Regions from separate parts of the Gossypium hirsutum genome. Here region 2 is linked to region 1. Evidence: chromatin contacts called from public Hi-C data. All regions are on one chromosome and are shown on one strand. The core of a region is the stretch at or near the end of the contact, and the rest is flanking DNA. Distances in the headings are between cores, read along the strand shown.

Region 1 (3,717 bases), core at 750-3,249:
CTTTTATATATACAGGAGGTGTAATAAAACCATGAAGGAAGTGCTTTTCATGTTTTCTCGTACTTCAAATTGAATTTTATATTCTTTCTTCGATTATTTTTTAGTTAATGTATTGAGAAGTCTCTGTATTACAGGAATTGAATTAAATTATTTTATTCTATAATTAAATAAATTAATTTAATCATTATATTATTAAAGGAATTAAATAAGTCTAAATTATAATAGAATTAACCTTTACTTTATAATAAATATCTTAGAAAACTTTGTGGTGCAAGTGAACATAATAGTCCAACAAGTGCTGGGAGCAAAACAGAAAGTAGTACAAAATCCTTGAGCAGGACCTTGTTAGGTTAAGGATGCATCAGCCAATCAAGAAAAGACTACACACTGTCATGCAAAGTGATAAACTATGTATAGTTTAGGAGATGAAGGATAAGGTCGAGTACAACCATCTCCTAATAATTCATTCTGCTACTTTATCACCTTGCAATTTTTCCTTCGGTTTTATTCTCCTCTCCTCCATTTTTCCAACTTAAGGATTGGAGAATATCTAGAACCACAAACTCCAATGCCTTCATAATTCACTTTATGTTTCACTCAAATTTAGCTTGTCTTAAGTCATATTTCAAAAAGATGAAATCGATGTCAAAATTCATATTGAATCGAAATTTATATATAATTGAAGATTTTTTTTCAAAATGTTTGAATTGATTTTCAATAATATAAATAGAAAGAATTAGTTAATGAATTGGAATACGAAAAAAAATCTTAAATACTTATATTTAAAATTATAAAATAAATTTAAAAAAATCCAGCAATTGTAAGTTTCTGTTCCTGGTATCTTAAAGGAGAAATAAGAGATTTACCGTCCATTGGGGGATTCCCCACATGAACAACATTAAATCAAATTCATGTTATGAACTAAACTTAAAGTGATACCAACCTCCAACCTCCACATTCCAAACCCAACAAGAAGTGAGCTGGCGACACACCAATCAACTTTAATATCTGCTTTCTTAACAAAGCTTTTTGTTATATAGATTTTCTTATGTTTATATATGGGTGCACCAAAAGTTGTCATTACTGCTGTAGCCGTTGTAAACTACCTTTTAAACAGCAGATTGAAAAGCTACCGAGATAACGGACATTAGCACGTCATTCAGCCGTTATAAAAGAAGAGAAATTAGCTGGCTCATCACTGGATCCATCCAATTCATTAATTAAACCCCGAAATAAATATTTGACAGTGTTAATAAAACATTATATTTAAATTTAAAAATTTAATATTCATTTAAGCAAAATTTTAAATTACTTTAGAATTGGTCAAACATTATACATAGATTTTGTTAGTACTCTATGCCAATGCCATTTGTATTATTCCTAGTATGCTTAAAATCCACTAATGCTAGAACACACGTCACAAATTCTAAAATAACATTTTATTTTATGACCATTTTCCAAATTATATGTACAATTCAAGTCTGATTTAACAATTAATTTTGTTTTAAAGGGACTGCTCAAGTCTTGTTTCTTGTTTTGTACCACATTTTCACTTTTAGTGTTTAATATTTTTTTTTGTGTATCAATATTTTAAAAAATAATATTTTTAAAAAATATGATGTGTCATGTATAAATTAATTCCCATTAGAGATTTAACTGTAAAAGGATTAAAATATAAGCGCCCAAAAAATTAAATGATAATATTACAAAGTTTATCAAAATAAAAATACCCTAAAAATTGGATCACCTTAGTTACCCCAATATTTTTTAATAGCGTTGTGTTGTGAACAGCCCTCAAACCACAGGAATAAAATTCGATAGTCCCTACCCACCATTTCCCAACCTGCCTGCCTTTGCCAGCAAACGCCTCTCTTTATATTTTTAAGCAAATCAAAGTGATCGAATCAGATCCCTTATCTGTCACCCCCACCCTCATATATACACATTCATTAAGCACTAGTTTTTATCTCCAACCGTGTCAGAGAGAGAGATTGGGTGGCTCTTGAATTTCTCCAATAATGGTGATGGGAATGAAGAATTGGTCAGTAAAGAAGAAGGAGAGGTTCTGGGGCAGCTGGAAACTCTCATCAGCTTTCAAGTGGAAGAAACCCATTGATTTCCAGGTGAAGATAATCGACAATTTGGTATTCAGAGTTCTTTATGTTGTAGAAGCCGTAGTTCTTGTCTCCACTCTCTGCTTCTTCTATCTTTGCTGCGGCTGCAACATTTAATTCCTCTTCTTTCTTTCATTCTTCCCTTTTTCTTTCTTTTTATTTTACCTATATCGCAATAGATGATTGTAAGGTAACCTTATCATTCTTCTTTTTTGTAATTCGTTAAAATTCTTTCTAGTTTTGCTCTTCAATTTTTTCCAGGGAAATGTTTCCTCATCGTAACTTTATATTATATATAAAAACTACAGTGTGTTAGAATTTTATTTGGTTGAATTTGTTTTATTTACTTATCATTAAGGAAGGATGCATATGATGTTTGTTCTACTATGGAGGATTAATGATATATATTAGAAATTTATTTACTGCAATTCTTAATAATTGTTCGTATTGGCTATCGAGAAAAGAAAAATTAATGTGCTAAATGATTGGAGATAAAAATAATAATCTATTGGAAATTTAAAACTAAATGTTTAATATCTCATATTCAAACTATTTTAAATTGATACAGTGTTTTTTTTTTTAATATTGAAATTGCTATTGTGTTTTAAATATTGATTTATAAATAAAAATTGAAAAAAAGAATGGAAACAAATTGTAAGGTCCGACAGGCGGCCTCGTAAAGCTGGTGCAAGTCTGCATTTGTCCAAGTTAAAGCCGGCAAACTCCAGGCCGCTTGGAGGAGATGCACAAGTTTATCCACGTCACATAAATTCAATAATTAAAATATAAACTTATTTCACCCTTCAAGTTCATTAAAAAAAATCATTTGTCATTCATTTAATTTTTCATATTTTTTAGATCTTAAATTAGTATTGTTTTTCAAATCACCTTAGTATAGATAGAGAAGTCAACATCTGTATTTATTTAAATAAGTAATTTTGCAAACGACAGGTTGCAAGTGAATAACACATATAATTATTTTGTAGATGTATCTATCAAAATCATATAATATCAAAATTGTCCACATGGTAGATGAATGAGCCAATATTCATTTTAGAAATGCAAGATATTAAATCTCAACTTTAGCTAGTGAGTTTCTAATAATCAATTTTCATTAAAAACAAGCAACAAATGAGAATTCTTTAAATTTAAGAATCTTCCAGTTCTTTAATGGATGTCCAAATGAATTTTTAAGTAATTTTCGAAGATCTATTGATGTTATATCCACACGAGCTTATGCTCCTACTATTATGGTGTGTAGGGTTGGACAAATTCTAAGGAACTCTTACCGTGGAGTGTAGCGGATGGATGTGTAGGGAAATTTTACTATTAAACTTGCATACTGCACACTTACTGATATCACTGTAAAATTGATTATATGATATGTACTGCATATTGCAAAATTGTATGTTATTATTTATTGTTTAATTTGCATACTGCTTATGTGTTAAGACCACATTGAGTTTTATACGTCACCCCTTACTTTTTCCTATCTTTTCAGATAACTATTGAGGTTAGGGCTCAGACTCAACATTCGAAGCAGTCGTTTGTTTTCATTTAAAAACGTATTTTTAAACTATTTTATTAATTCTTTTGGACTTTG
Region 2 (3,717 bases), core at 749-3,248, 63 kb after region 1:
AAAATTGGATGTTAGAAATCTACCAAAGTTAGTGGCGTTTTCTGTAAAACGCCGCTAAAGAACAGCACTTTTAGCGGCATTTTTGATAAAAAGCAGCGCTAAACTAAAGAACATGACCTTTAGCGGCGAATGCTATAAAAGTACCGCTAAAGGTCGGCGTTTGTGGTAAAAGCGCCGCTAAAGATCATGTTCTTTAGCGGCGTTTATGTGAGAAAAACGCCACAAAAAATAACGACATGGTCTATAGCGGCATTTTTTGCGGTGCTTGTGAAAACGCCGTAAATACTTTTAGTGGCACTTAAAAAACGCTGCTACAAGCCTGCTTTGCTGTAGTGTTTACGAAAGAGAAGCTGAAAAGTTAGAAAAATAACTAAAGAAATGAAACTGAAAAAACTAAGGAAATTGAAAAAAAATAGGGTAAATTACACCATTACTCACTAAATTATAAATAAATTTTTGTTTTGATCACTTATTAAAAAAATTACAAATTGATCACTGAACTATTCAATTTCATTTAAGCCACTGTGCTATTAAAATTGATGCTATATGGCTTTCTCTGTTCGCGTTACTTGCACCAATCAAAAGCTCTCTTTCCCATTCTCTTCTACAGTTTAGTTCTTTTTATCGTCACGAATCAGCGAACCAAAATTCAAACAATTTTTTTCTTTGATCTCCAACATTGATCGTTAGACCAAATTGGATCTGAGGTATGTTTTTCTACTTGTCGATGAGGACTGATCCACCATATCGATTGCAGAATCGTCGTTTGTGTTAGAATTGAGTGACCTGAATCCTTATTAAAATAAAATATAGTGATAAAATAAAATAAAAGTAAAATCCATATAAAACTACACTTCTTTTATTTTATTTTAGAATAAGGTTTTTCAATCTTATTACACTTCATATATTTGATGTTGATTAGAATAAGGTGTTTCAATCTAACTACACTCCTTCTATTAGAATATGGTTTTACAAGCCTATAAATAGACATAGTCTACTCTTCTTGTAATCATTCGAATTCGATTTAGTGAATTATCTTATCCTCTGCCCGTGGTTTTTTTTCCTAAAAGAGTTTTCATGTAAAATCTATGTGTTCTTTATTTTTCTTTATCTTTACTTTGTGATATATTGTCATTATCAACGTTCTTTTTTTTAACAGTTTGCAAGTAGAACTTAAAAACAAACAACTTAATAGTCCAATGACTTAATTAAAAAAATTTAAATAGATTAGTGGCTTAAATGAAAATTTTTAAATAATTCAATAACCAAACTGTATCTTTTCTTAGTTAAATGACAAAAACGAAAATTGACCCATAGTTTAGTGACTAATTATGAATTTACCCAAAAATAAAAGAATTCTTTAGTTTTATCCTTATCTAAAGCAAAGAAATTCAGCTCAACGACAGAGCCAAGTAGAGGTCTAGGGGGCATCCAAAGTTTAATTTTTTTTCAATTTAGTCTTTTGTAAATATACTATGACTCTCCCAAAAATATAAGTAGGCCCCCCAATGTTTAAGATATTTGCAATTTCCCCTTTTGTATATAAATTATAACCCTCGTGACAATACAAGTAGGCCCTCCAATATTCTTTTAGTATTAAAAATAATATTAAAAAAATTATTCTTGATAAAGACAAAGAAAAATATTTTTAAAGAAGCTAAATTACTCATGATGATTTTTGAATTATATATTTTTTAAATAATAATAATTTAATATTTATTTAATATTTTACTTAAAATAATAAAATTTTATAAGTAATATTATATATATATATATATAAAAAGAAAAGAAAAAATGAAAAGATTTTTATCATTATTTTCCTTATTGGTGTATGGCAAGAGAAGAAGAAAAAAATTATTTATTATTTTTCCTCCAAATTTTAAGTATAAAGTATGTTTCTTTTTTAAAAAAATTATATATTTTAAAATTTTAAAGCTTGTTTTATATATACATATACCAATAGTTTTTTTTTTTATCAAGTTATTAAAAAGCGCGATTAAAAGATATTGGTGGAAGATTTATGATGAAAAAATAACATGCAATCCATTTTCCCCCATGAAATCGTCTTTCGAAGCATTCCATTGTCGTTTTCGATTGCTAAGTGCTCAATCTGGAGGGTCTACTCCACGGCGGTCAACCTCAAGTGCGATAGCAAGTCTGGCGAAGCTTCCTCCATCTAGTAAGTATTCTCGTTTACCGTGAGTCCTTTCTTTGCTAGTAAATAGCTACAGTGTTTCCAAATCTTTGAGTATATGAGAACTTAAAGTATGAAATTGTCTTGAAATAATTTTCCCATCAATATGATATAAGCACTGATTACGGATCTATTATTTTCTACAGCTTTCGACTTCTGTAGAATTGTCAAGCTCTCTCTCTCGAGTTCAACGTGATTGAAACCCTAATCGGAAGCAAACTGGAGCACTTGAATTGCCGCTAAATCTGTTGCTGCAAAAGAACCCGATACGTTACTATTTTTCAACGCAGAAGCTACCATAACCAGTCCTTCATGATTTCTAACTACAATCCTGATAAATTTGTTGCAAGCTGAAATCCAACATCAAAATTTATTTTAACACAAGGGGGTCCTAACTCACAGTCCGAAGAGATGCAGAGGGTAATCTGAAATTGGTCAGTGCCTTGAGTTTCATCAGATAAGATTTAATTAAGCTAACCATATCTGAACCCGATTAACTAAAACCCTCATTAACAAACTTGTTGCGAGAATACCATTGCCCATGTGGATAACACAAATGTTAGTACATTTTGTGTAACAGCCGATTTTTTTTCAGTGGTGACCCTTCAGCTTTGAAATTTTTCTTCTTTTTTTTTTTCAGAAAAATTCTCTAAGTTACCGGTTTAGTTCCAACTTGTTTCTAATGCGTATTTCAAGTTCTGAGGCTCGTATAAAAGACAGTATATATGATTTTGATTTGTTTTATAATGAATATTGATATGTAATGAAATACTCAATACCCCTATTCCGGCGACAGATATGGTTAGGGTGTTACATTTTGCATTACCAAGTTGGCTAAAACCATGCTCTAACCACTTTGCCTCTATGTCTATATTATCTGATGAGGTCCAACAGTATCCAGTTGATCCCAAACTGGTTTGATGGATGTGCAGCCACTGATGGCATGGTTTAATGTTGGTCAGTGCATTTTTGAAGGAATAACATTAAACCACTAGACGGAGCAGATGTTGTAAGGTAAAACCTAGCGACGGCATTGATTTTAACCAAGTCTCTTCTAGCCTCGTGAATCGCCATCCTCAATTCTCAACTACCATCATTGAAATTTCTTCAATGTCACTTTCACATTTCTTTCAAGTCTCTAAAAAGGCATTTGGCTTCGTTTCGCGACGGGGGAGTCAACCAAATTTTACGCTTCCAGAGGAACTATGCATTCGTCAGTTTTCACTAGCAGAGATCAAAGCTGCGACTGCCAACTTCGATGAAGGCTTGATTCTTGGTATAAGTAATTTTGGATCTGTATACAAAGGGGTTATAGATAATGGGACCTTTACTGTTGCTATCAGACGCATGAAATTTAGTCTGAGTGCGTTCCGAACTGAAGTGGTATTCCTTAGCCAGCTGAACCACTTAAATGTTGAATCTCTCATTGGATTCTGCAATGAGAAGGGGGAAACAATCCTTGTTTATGAATACCTGAGCAATGGATCGCTCTCTGATTGTCTCCATGGTAATGGTATCAGTTG

What was found. A called contact is a pair of places that touch in the nucleus more often than the background predicts.
Region 2: a contact with region 1 is called in a Hi-C map of fibers, with 1.5 times the contacts expected there. The contact joins the promoter of LOC107912673 here to the enhancer-like site in region 1. A contact is called at or near these places in 8 of 34 Hi-C or Micro-C datasets (anther, cotyledon, fibers and 2 more).

What each region holds. Positions count from the first base shown.
Region 1 is chrD11:17,454,467-17,458,183 of Gossypium_hirsutum_v2.1, forward strand. No RefSeq gene overlaps it. Among protein-coding and RNA genes, the nearest start is that of LOC107912671, 5.1 kb to the left of the region's middle. Within about 2 kb of position 2,000, at least 5 of the 9 cell types and tissues checked have an H3K27ac peak or open chromatin away from gene starts, as enhancers often do. A contact at or near this core is called in cotyledon and fibers, where this site is marked.
Region 2 is chrD11:17,517,283-17,520,999 of Gossypium_hirsutum_v2.1, forward strand. LOC107912673 (receptor-like protein kinase FERONIA) reads left to right here and starts at 1,999. Exons shown (of 2, transcript XM_041106328.1): 1 at 1,999-2,179; 2 at 2,341-3,717. The coding sequence starts at 3,305.